Regions from separate parts of the Mus musculus genome. Here all the other regions are linked to region 2. Evidence: chromatin contacts called from public HiChIP or PLAC-seq and Micro-C data. All regions are on one chromosome and are shown on one strand. Each heading gives the region's core, a stretch centred on a gene start, on an enhancer-like site or on the middle of the called end of the contact. The rest is flanking DNA. Distances are from core to core; before and after follow the strand shown.

Evidence for each region. A called contact is a pair of places that touch in the nucleus more often than the background predicts. HiChIP or PLAC-seq counts read pairs in DNA pulled down with a chosen protein or histone mark.
Region 1: a Micro-C map of muscle stem cells shows a contact between it and region 2, with 5 times the contacts expected there. The contact joins two enhancer-like sites. A contact is called at or near these places in 2 of 15 datasets of contacts at CTCF or cohesin (the NIH/3T3 cell line and embryonic stem cells), 25 of 484 Hi-C or Micro-C datasets (the C2C12 cell line, Sertoli cells, cardiomyocytes and 13 more) and 5 of 115 datasets of contacts at active chromatin or transcription factors (astrocytes, embryonic basal ganglia, fibro-adipogenic progenitors and 2 more).
Region 3: an H3K27ac HiChIP or PLAC-seq map of VIP interneurons shows a contact between it and region 2, with 7 times the contacts expected there. The contact joins two enhancer-like sites. A contact is called at or near these places in 2 of 115 datasets of contacts at active chromatin or transcription factors (VIP interneurons and differentiating embryonic stem cells).

The regions. Positions count from the first base shown.
Region 1 is chr8:109,185,838-109,189,543 of GRCm38.p6, reverse strand. The region is part of intron 5 of D030068K23Rik (RIKEN cDNA D030068K23 gene); the gene reads right to left. The region is part of intron 1 of 4922502B01Rik (RIKEN cDNA 4922502B01 gene); the gene reads left to right. Among named protein-coding and RNA genes, the nearest start is that of 4922502B01Rik, 62 kb to the left of the region's middle. Within about 2 kb of position 1,668, at least 24 of the 459 cell types and tissues checked have an H3K27ac peak or open chromatin away from gene starts, as enhancers often do. A contact at or near this core is called in cortical neurons and muscle stem cells, where this site is marked.
Region 2 is chr8:108,894,771-108,898,432 of GRCm38.p6, reverse strand. All of the region lies in intron 4 of Zfhx3 (zinc finger homeobox 3), which reads right to left. Among named protein-coding and RNA genes, the nearest start is that of Mir3108, 40 kb to the left of the region's middle. Within about 2 kb of position 1,787, at least 138 of the 459 cell types and tissues checked have an H3K27ac peak or open chromatin away from gene starts, as enhancers often do. A contact at or near this core is called in VIP interneurons, cortical neurons and muscle stem cells, where this site is marked.
Region 3 is chr8:109,359,324-109,363,102 of GRCm38.p6, reverse strand. No RefSeq gene overlaps it. Among named protein-coding and RNA genes, the nearest start is that of Gm35145, 100 kb to the left of the region's middle. Within about 2 kb of position 1,997, at least 64 of the 459 cell types and tissues checked have an H3K27ac peak or open chromatin away from gene starts, as enhancers often do. A contact at or near this core is called in VIP interneurons, where this site is marked.

The DNA of each region.
Region 1 (3,706 bases), core at 419-2,918, 290 kb before region 2:
TTAAACAAAGTATGGAGATACTGATATACTTAGTCTAGAATAGTACAAAAACCAATGAGTTCTAAAGTTACAAGGGACTTTGCTGTCCCAGGTCCTTCTTGCAGTGGGCTGGCTTTTGTAGCGTGTTCCCGAATCTGGGTTTCAGACCTTTCATTAAGTGGAGGTACTGTTTCTCTCTGTTGTAGTACTGGAGAGCGTGGCTGGCTGCTCACTTGATGTTACTATCACTAGAACACTCCAGGAAGTCCATGGGAGCTAAGACAACTTTGTATCTCATTTCTTATTCACACGGCCCATCTCTGACTCAAGATGTACACAGTGCAACACTTGTTCCAACCAACACTAAGAAGGAAATCTCCTGCTCACTGGCATTTCACCTTCAAAGCGGCTGGCCAGCTAGCTAGGTGTATGCTCTTTGGATAGCTCAGGCATTCGGAGAGTAGGTCCTATCTGGGTCATTCAAGTGATGGCCTTGAAATGCACCCGTTTCTTCCCTTTACAGGGATGACAAGGAGAATTTGCAAGGCGAAAACTCCCTAAAAAACGGCCCTTTGCTTATGGTCCACTCTCTCGGTCCTTTATGGTTTGTTTTGGTTTGGTTTCCCACGCACCAGAGTGTGTCTTCATCTCTCACCTCGAAGTCCTTTGTCTTAAGGCCTCTGCTACCACAAACAGGTTGAATCCTGTTACCAGTGGTGTTAAGCAACCTACATGTCCTTAACCTGAAAATTCTTCACTACAGTCACACCTTCAACAGTCATGTGAACACAGACTCTTTGGAGTATTTTTCTATCTAATCTCGAGACGTGCCCTGACCCCACGAAATTTACCCTCAAAGGCTAGAGCCCTGGCTAAAACAATTAGGGGTAATTACTGAAAATACACAGTCTGTCATGAATTGAACCTTATCAAATGACCAGTTGGTACATTCTCATTGCCAGTTTTGAGCATCTCTTCTGCTGCCAAGGCATTGGGATCTCTCACTTTGTTCATTTCAAATCTGCTGATCTCCCAGAAGCAGGGCCCATGAAAAACTGAATGACCCTGATGACGCACTCTGTCTCGGATTCTCTCTCTGTCTCTTTGTTTCTTTCTCTTTCTGTCTCTCTGTCTCCCCCCCCCCCACCCCAATCTACTTATCTCCTTCTCCCCCTTACCCACCCTCTATGTTCATGAGTATAAAGAAATGATTGTTTCTGTAGCTTTAGGTCTGAATGCTTGTCACTCCATTTGCAATAATTCAATTTATCCTCTTCAGCTGCACTCCTTGCTTCCTTCAAATCTCCATGCAGGCAAGCTTGGCTAATAAATTTTGATTAATGTAGCCGAATATAGACTCCCACCTCGAGCCCCCTTTCCTTGGTATACTACCATCGGGCTGGTTAAAGAGAGAAGGAAATAAGAATACAGTCAGAGGGAAGGAATGGAGACGGGGTAAAATAGTAATAAAAAATAATTATATAAAAATGCTAAAGATACCACATCTGTCTTTTTGCTTAGCCCACTGAGCTTGGCAGTTCCAGACTTAAGCCATTGTCCATGTTTTAGCAGATATGGAAATGGGAAAGGAGAAGAGGATGTTTATGGGCAATTATTAAATAGTGCAGAAAAAAAACAGAGTCTTTATTACAGTGGTAAGGGAGAGAGGAACGGAGAGAAATTTCTTTCCACAGATTTGCCTTTGTGATCTGGAAGGTGCTGTTCCCCTGCTTACACTCTGTTACCCTGGCAACACACTCCTGTAAAATAAAGATTATTAAAGCGCATATGATTATTTTGCTGCTGAGTGAATAAGACAAGCCGCTTCTGAAATGCCTTATCAGAGAAATTCAATTTTAGACCAAATTGTGTTTTTGCCTCCTTCTGGTTCTCCCTCCCCCCGCCCCCCACTTCAAATAAAACCATCATCCCCGCAGTTACCACGCGACAGTTACCACACGACACTTTGTTACTTATTCACACCCTCGGTATTTCCAGCTTTCTTTTAATTTCAGGAAAGCCTCACCCCCATTTTCATTATTGTCCTCCCCCCGCCCTCAAGCGGACTACCACTGTTTGCAAATCAGAATTGGAAAGTAATGTGGCTAGGCTTTGATTTGATTATTTAGGACTTGTAAAAAATATCGGGTTCTGTACCACACATAAATGCTTATATTATACACCCAATAAGCAATATTTCACTGAAGAACGGCGTAGAAAGTGAAGATGAGGCATGTGGTGGTCCTTTAAAGGTTGCAGATGCAACTGCTCCAGTCACCCACAACAGCCAGGCTTAGTGTCCTGGGCTCAGTGTCCTAGTGACGGCGTCCTAAGGTGTGCAGTTACTGCAAAGACGGGCAGCTTCACAGCTGCAATGGCTGCCCGGTGTACCTTTGTTGTCTGTTACCTCTGTATTTGCTATTCAGTCAGTGATGATGACAGAGAGTTATGAGGAGGGCAGAGATTATTCAACAGACTCCATAGGCTCTTTTAATATTCTCCTGATGAGATAGTAACATCAACTTTGCTAGAGCTGCCATGTGATTTTTTTTTTTCCTAGAAGCTGTACCTTTGAGTCTCTTCAGGGTCCAAGTGTAAGTCAGTAGTGATAGAAAAAAAAATAAGAAAAGGGGAAAAGGAAAGAAAGAGAGGAGGAAGGGAGGGGGAGGAAAGGAAGAGAGAGAGAGAGAGAGAGAGAGAGAGAGAGAGAGAGAGAGAGAGAAATTGGTACCTGTAAGCTTGTATCATTTCCATACAGTATGAAAAAAAAAAAAAAGAAACCATTTAAAAATGTTAAATATAACAATTAAATCAGCATGGAAGGAGAGGTGGGAATGATGGAGTCTGTTCAGAAAAAAAAAAAAAAAAGACTCCAGTTGAGGCTGTACAGAGTAGATCCATAGCCTGTCTGTGAAACCTGCTGAGAGACATGGGTGCACAGAAACAGCACCAGGCGACCTGTATCCTACACGGCCAGGCAGTGGGCAGCTGAGATGGATGTCACTGCCTTCACCAGGACTGTTCATGGGACACGTCCTTACTGCTAGAAGGCACTGGCATGTAACGGGATACTGCCGTGTCTCACCACATACATGCACACACACATCCTTGCAAAAACACGTGCAGCAGCGTCTGGTGTTGATATTCTAGTCCCACGTAATTGCTTTCCTTTATTTTGTTGACATTCATTTTCAAGCCTGACTCAGAACCACCACTAGGAAAGTAAGCAGGTAGGGCCTTGGTTGTCAATTTATTTATTTTTTTTTATTTCACTAACTGCAAATCTGTGCTTGTTTGCAAGAAACTTACGGCATTTGGTACTTAGCAGTGCTAGAAATCCCAAGAACAAGTAGGATGTTGTATCAGTTTCTTTGATGAAGCAAACCATACATCCTATTATTCACTGTATGTGGGTGAGCTACCACCACCAGGAAGCTCACTCCTGGCTGTAATTCACTCCCAGCACTGCCCAGAAGGTGTCACCACAGCCTCATTGGCTTCAAGGATTTGGGGACAAGTGGGGAGTAGGAGGCAAAGGGAGAAAAACAGACACAAAGAAGGGGAAAAAAAGTGTTCACGCAGACAAAGGAAAACAAGACAATGTGCCAGGCAATAAAACTCCCAGAGAAACCCAGACATTCGCCCAACCTAACAGTGTGACTTGCCCAGAGGAGAGTGGCCCTCCGTTTGTTGGTGAAGGCAGGAAGTGGGAGAATGGAGGCAGAGG
Region 2 (3,662 bases), core at 538-3,037:
CAGCAGTGGTCACCAGGCGCCAAAAACATGCACGGGGCAGCTGAGAGGATAACACGAGGAATGAGAGTAGGATTCAAGATGGCGGCAGGGGAATCCAGGATTGTAATGGCACAAAGATACATACATCAGCCACCATGGCAGATCCTTTTGTGCATCCCTTTTCTAAAAGCTGTATTGCCTGTGATGTAACAGGAGCCTCTACAGAGGCCCTGAATTAGCCCTTATGGAACTCGGAGGGGGACAATCAACAGAAACTCAGAGTTGGGTGGGGAACTGTGTTTTCTTACACTGGCTGTTGTGGATGTAAGTCTGCTCAGCTCCCTGCACAGAAGAGAGGCCTCTCCTAGTGAACTCACACTCCCCTCTGTGGTTGGCTCCATAGGCCTCCCTCTTCCCTGTCTCAGGGATATGGCTGGACAGCCAGGTTTGGTAGAAAAGCACAGAGCTGTGTGTGGCTCTCACCAGGGCTGGCCAACTTGCTGTTCCGCTCGCCAAGAGAGGAGAGGGACTGGAGACAGGCCAGGCAGGGGGGAGGAGGCAGTGGGAGTCAGGTAAAAAGTGCCTACCTTTGGGAGCCCCTTCCAGGCCTGCCAGGGATGTAGCAAAGGCAGAAAGACTAGGCTGAGAGCCAGAGCAGGGTCAGGAAGGTATGCCCCCCCCCAAGGTGGGGGGCAAATGATAGAGCCTGGGGGGTAGAGGCCAGAAAGTGGAAACTCAATGAATAGGAAGCAAAGACTGGGCCAACTCTGTCCAAGGAAAAGCTAGTGTGGGTTTTCCTCATTGAGCAAAAGCCAGAAGAGGCAGCTCGCCAAAGCCAGGCTCCACCCCACCCCACCCCCCATTTCATTTCACCAAAACTGTGTTTGGGGAAGGGGCCAGGACAATCACTGGAGCCTTAGCTTGGCTCGTTCCTTTTACAGTGCATTTCCCAGAATAAACCACCCCAAGGCTTCATCTATCTCCAAAAAAGGAAACTGCTAAAAACCCTTCTTTCTGTCCAGCCCCTGAATCACACAGACAGAGAGCCGCCCCCACCTCTGGGTTTGGGGATGGGGAGCAGAGGAGGTCGAGGGGCGACTGCTTAGGTCTGACCCTAATTGCTCTTGTGGATGCTGTGCAGTGTGGGGGGCTGATCCCCACACTGAGCAGTTAGGGACTTCCCAAAGCATTAACCTTTCTTGGAGTGTACTGTACTGGGAGGTGCTCCCTCCGCCGCCTATTCAGGGGCCCTATTGATTCACTGCACACTCGGTGCCTTCAAAGTTGTTTATGATCAATATGCAAATTGCTCATGGCATTGATCTAGTATTAATTTTCAATTAGGGAATCCACAAGGGGTCTCTGAGGGTCAATACCTAACAATGCAAAGCGAACTCCGCTGCAGAGAACCACCCGGGCCTGATGTTGCTAAAAGCTTCCCTAAGCCACCTCCTTCTATGGCCAGGCCCTCTGGGCTGCTCCTGTGCATGGCTCATTTGGTTCCCTGTGAAGTCAGGACCCCTTCATTCGGCAATCTCGCAGGCTGGATCCGTGGCTGCTGCCCTGTGCCACCACCACCCCCAGGCAGTGCCCAAGGAACCCTTCCTGGCCTTCCAGTGTGCTCCCCTGACATCCAGCCTCTTGAGTTGGTGCCCCCGGGCATGCCTCCTCAGCTCCCCGGCTCCCCATGCCACACCCTGCCCAGACCACTCTCTCCCCCGGCTCCCCAACCACACATACCTTCTTCCTCCCTCTCTCCCTCTCCCTTGTTTCTGCTTAGTCACGGAACGTCACCTTGGCATGCTGCCACGGCTGGAGCTGGCGAGCTGCATGGTCCCCAGAAATCTCAGGCAGTCAGGCAGAGCCGCCAGGCTGCCAGGTTATACTTGGCAATCACCCCACTGATGTCATTTCAGAAAACCAGGGGAAGGGAAAGGGCCCCGGCTTCAAATCATCTGTTTCTCTTTTCTTTTAGCAAAAAAGAAAAAAAAATTCTTCCTAGTGAAACGTGGGGGTTGGGGGGCTTAATTACTTTACCAACCTTGCTCATGGTTCCCAGAAGAGGCCATGGCCCGCCCTCCAGGAGCGCAGGGGAATGCCTGTGAGCTTCAGATGGGGTGTCCTCAGGGAGAACATGCCCAGCTGGGACCAGAGTGACCTGGGGACTCAGTCATTCCATTACACCCCTAACAGCCCTTTGGAGACCTGTAGGAAGGCTGTTCAGCGGAAGGGTAGGAAGAGAAACGCATCTATCCAGCTGCGCCTCCAGGTGTGGGGCTCTGCTGCACTCCAGTGTTGGGGCTCAGCAAGCTGGCAGCCTTTTCTCTCTGCCAGGATCAGAGATGTTTCCTTTCTCCACCTAGAACACTCTGCAGAGGGCTAGGATCTCTTCCGTGGAGCTTCCTGAAGACCCAAACCATGCCACATGGGTAGTTAGTTATCTGCCCGCTTTCTGTGATGCCATGCATTGGGCTAATCTCTGCGCGTTAGCTAGCTAGGCTAATTGGTTTATGGATAACATTAATTACCATGTTGCTCATTAATGGATGAAATCTTTATTGGTGCCATTGATCAGGAGACTTGTTAGCTGGCCTCCTAACCAATGGTGGATGTAACAAGCTCTCTTATTGGCATATCAATTAATTCAATCAATTCCTGGCCAGCGGCTGCCATTCGGTTTCCGAGTTGCTCAGGGACAGGAGACAGAGCCATGTCCAGCATGCCTGGACTTGAGCTGTCTACCAAAGCCCAGCTGGTCTGGGTGCTATTCAGGGTTCATCTAACAGAAAACAAATGTCCTTTTCTTTCCCCTGCTCTTGCATTTGAAAACCATCCTTCTATATTTTAGGGATGACAGAATGGTTTTGTTGTGTGTGTGTGTGGGGGGGGGGGGCGGCTATGAGCTGGAGGGAGATAGTGGAGGGACTGGGGCAGGAAACAGAAGGACTGGAAAAGTCAGATGTGTCTGCAGAAGGGGCCAACACAACAGTCTGATCCCCAGGCTGGAACCTGGCCATGCTCGCACGCAACCATGGGACCAGCATGAAAACACCTACTCCAGCCATCAGCTCTTGGGACAATCTAGGGCACTGTCTCAAGCCACTGGCCTCTTCGGAGCAGTCACACCAGCTGTTCTGTGCACCGTGGACACGCGCACTAATACCCAGCAATTACAGGCATGAGTTGAAAATAGTATCACACACATCTTTCAATCTGAGCTCCTGCATACAAAAAGACTACCACATCAGCAACAACCACTGCCCATTGGCATCACATGATCAGCTAACCTACATGCAGAAGCGGAACTCTGCTGTTTCAAAATATATACAATAGACCAGTTCAACCATACCTATATGATGGCAGCCATAGTCGGGGAGATGTTGTCAGGCTCAGTGAGTGTTTAGGTGCACTGTTTTAGAAAAGAATTGGGGTGCTGCAGACATGGGGTGTGCAGAGTTAGAGCTGGACCCAAGTGACTTCTAGTAACTACGAATGCCAGAGAATTATCACGACGGCAGAGGGGGTGAGCCAAGCCTTCGGCTTTGAGAAAAAACATGGAGACTGCCTAGCTCTCAAGACACAGTCTTCAAAGTACTAACTGGAGTTCACCGCCAAAACCAGCACTTGAAATATTACTCCAGGCCTGTTTCTAAAGTTTAAGCATGTTTTCTTTTGTTTTGTTT
Region 3 (3,779 bases), core at 748-3,247, 460 kb before region 2:
ACCTCCAGAAACTATTCAAACAAACAAGAGATGCAGAAATGGCGATGAAGGAAGGGCTCAGCACTTGCCCTGCACTGATACACCAGCGATGTAGAAGTTCAGTGTCCCCAGGGAGTCCCCCGCACCATCCACCGAAGACTTGGGACTAGGCATGCTTCCAAGTCCACAGGAGGCCCCTGAAGGCCAGGCAGTGAGCTGCCAAAGTGAGGACTATTCGTGTATCTTTCTCTTCTCTCTTGGATTGCCTCATCTCCAAAATGACTGCCCTGCTGAAAATGAATAAAGGGCCAACTTACTCACAAATCTGGGACATAGTTTTAAGCCGAATCCTGCTCTTCCTAGAAGAAATGTATATTGGGGTGTGTGTGGGGGTGCAGTATAACATTACTTAGGACCTGGGAAAGAATAGAACCAGCAGCAAGCCAATAAATTCACTCACAGGTTAGGAAATTCTCATTACTTTGAAATCAGCTCCATCCTTCAGATCTTGACTATCAGGCAGATTTTTTTTCCCCTCCATTTTAGTGAACTTGCTAGAAAAAAAAAGAAATGCTGTGATTTCAAAAACCAACATATGGCTTGATCCTTTACGGAGAGCTAAGGGCAATTTACATCTGTTACCCTTATATAATTTCTTCCAAATTTTCCTTCTCGGGCAATGGAGGCAGCTCAGTTGGTGAAGTGCTGACCAGATTCTCATTCGTCTCTACCAACCATGCAGACGAGCACTGCTTAGCTGGCTGGCCAGAAGAGCTCAGAAGCAGCTCTGCAGATTGTGTGTCTAAATATTTTAAAAAATTAAAAACGAAATGGTTGGCGTGAAGCACATTCTGACTTCAAACTCTGATAAATATCTATCTTCCCAACAGCCTGGAAGGCCACGTTCTAGTAGGAACCTTTAGACTGTAGACTGTAAGAGGCCCAGAGGGGTAGTTAGCAGGTCCCAGACTGTAAATCCTTCCTTTCCCTTACCCTAGTCTTATCTCTTGCTGTGAATGTTTTTACACACTTGTCAAGGACGCTGCTTACACACCTAACATCCCTCCCCACTTCTGTACACAGTTATTATCTTGTCCCCCTTGGCTCCTAGTCCAGCTTTCTGATGCAGACCAAAAGGGTGGTCTCAGAGAAGACTCCTGTACAGGCCCTAGGGGCAAGCTTGAAAGTCAAGAGTCCTAGAGAATGAAATGTGGTTTGGAAGTGGAGAGGGTCTTAGCAGTGAGTGGATTCCCCACCTTTCTTGATCCAAGGGCTCCTTATACAATGTGGAAGCATGAGGCAGGGCTGGGTCACAGCTCTCTAAGATGGAGTCCAGAACAGGGGCCCCGAGGCTCTTCCTCCTGACTCTGTACTCTGCTGTTGCCAGTGTGGAGAGTATGTGCAAACTCTCTTAAATCTAAGAGCTTCAGTTTCCTGGGCTATAGAAGGGATCATAAAGTGGCTACGGATGTCACTATACATGCTGGTAAAGAAGTATAAATATATTTAATACTGTGTGGGAGAACGCTCTATAAAGATATCATTTCCTAGTCATGAGTTATTCTTGCGCTATTTTTCTTCCCATTTTTACCATGTACTAAATCAAAGGGCAACACGGCTGCTGACCGCGCACACATTTCCATGTTCTCATGGACATATAATCAAAAAAAAAAAAAAAAAAAAAAAAAAAAGCAAAAATGGAGGTATGATGACAATCGAGGTGGGAGTTAATAAATACCGCTTAGATTTTATTTTCCCCAAACCTGATGATTCTTCCAGGGCCAGGTTCATTTCCTGAAGCCTGTGGAGGTGCGCTAATTTGCATAAGTGATCTAGGCTCCCGTATGGATGTTGTGTAAGGGACATTACTCTTCTGCTACCAGGCGGGATGACTGTCGTATTATTCAGGAAGCCGAATGAAATCTCATCGGCTCAGCAGGCAGAGAATAGCAGCGTACCTTTGTGGCGGAGGCAGACAGCGGAATGAGCGGGGTGTGCCCGGGAATGAATCACGCCATGAGCCTCTGCATCCATAAAAATGAGGCTGATCTCGGGTCAGGCGGGCGGGTGATGTGTCACAGAGGCAGGTTAAACTGACTCGACCCTCTGGCTGGCTGATTTGAAGCTGACAAAAGGGGCCGTGCTGTGGCTCTGGGCTCTGAATCTCTTTCTATTGTCTCAGGCCATTTTGAACTAGGAAAATTTCTGGATGTTTCCCCCCCGCCCCGCTCTTAGGATTTTTTTTTCCTTCTTCTCTAATAAAATCCGTTTTATTCCTATTTGCACAGAAATTCAAATCAGTTTTATTCTTGGGGTAAGTATTTTGGAAAGTTGCAGGGGCTGTATATTTACATACATCCCCCCCCCCTTTTTTTTAAATCTTGCTAAACAGAACAAATCTGTCCTATTTCTGCTTTTGCTTTTCAAAAGCAATTACTACCCTGCCATTTCTAGACATTCGGGCAGAAGAGACTGCCTTGATTACCCATCCGTCCGTGTCCCTCCCCCTTTCGGCTTCTGCACTGCTAGGGAAGGATTCAATTAAATGAGGTGTCAGCAGAGTTACAATGGTTTCAGGTCATAGACGGCGGGGGGCGGGGGGGGAGCTGCAGAGCCCTCCACAGCTGCCCCATGTATGTAAATGTATACATTTATGTGAGGGTTGTCACTTGCGGGACTTTCTCCTCCAGCTCTTCCCTGATCAAAGGTGATTGCTCAGGCAATCACTGCAAGGAAAGATTGAGCCAGGGCCCCACGTTCTTGTGCTGTTGGGGTTTAATTGTTTGGAATAATGGTACGTGGGTGTCTCTCTTTTGCACAGGCACACACAAAATTTTGCAAATGGCTGTGCCAGCACACAGAGGATAGCCTTGTAGGAAAAGATCCACTTGCCCCTTCCATCCTTAAGAATTACATGTACACAGTGCTATCTGCGACAGAAGGCAGTCACCAGCAATCGCAGCAAAAGCAACGTGGCAGCTCACATTAAAGTTACATTTTTGGAAAAGATTCGACATTTTTATTTTCATACAAATAGTTTATACAGAGAAACAGCTACAGTTTTAAAAAAAATGGGAAAAGGATACAGGAGAAGCCACAGCAACAAAACACACAGATTCCCTAAACTGTTCCTGTTGTTAGGTTTGTCCTTCTGTGTACAACCACGGAAATCCCAGGTCTCTGTGCAAACACTTCATGTGAAAAAAAAAAAAAAAACCTCTCAGATCCATTTTGCTTTGTGTAGACGGCTACAAGGACACCCTGAGTAGTCTACCCTCTTCACAGCATTCTAGGCGATTCTGTTTTTGTTCTCGTATGACACAGGCGTGAAGAGGTATTTTAACTTGCACCAACAAATGTAATGAGAGATCCTCAATGCAGAAAATTCGATCTCGCTCCATAATTCTGTGTCTGGGAGCCAGCCCGACACTCCCGTCATGGGCTCTGGCGAGTCCTTGGTCACACACAGAACACAGGCTCTGCACTTCTGCGCTCATTTCAGCCTCCCGAGGCCTGTCAAATTTTAATTATTATTATTATTATTTGGATTAATTGGTTCCTTCTTGGGTGAAAGAGAGAACGGTGGGTGGACCTCCCTCCCTGCTGCTACATCAGCGCTGCAAAGCAGGCACCGTGGCTTTGTGTGAGAGCCACTCTGTTTTTCTTTTGTGGACTGTTAAAGTCACAGGCGTGAAATGCAGCTTCTCTTTCTAGCACAGCTAAGAGTCCACACAGCTTTGACAAAGAGACGACTTGAGATTTTTTTTTTCTCGTTGCTATGAATTCCAAATTTTTGAAAA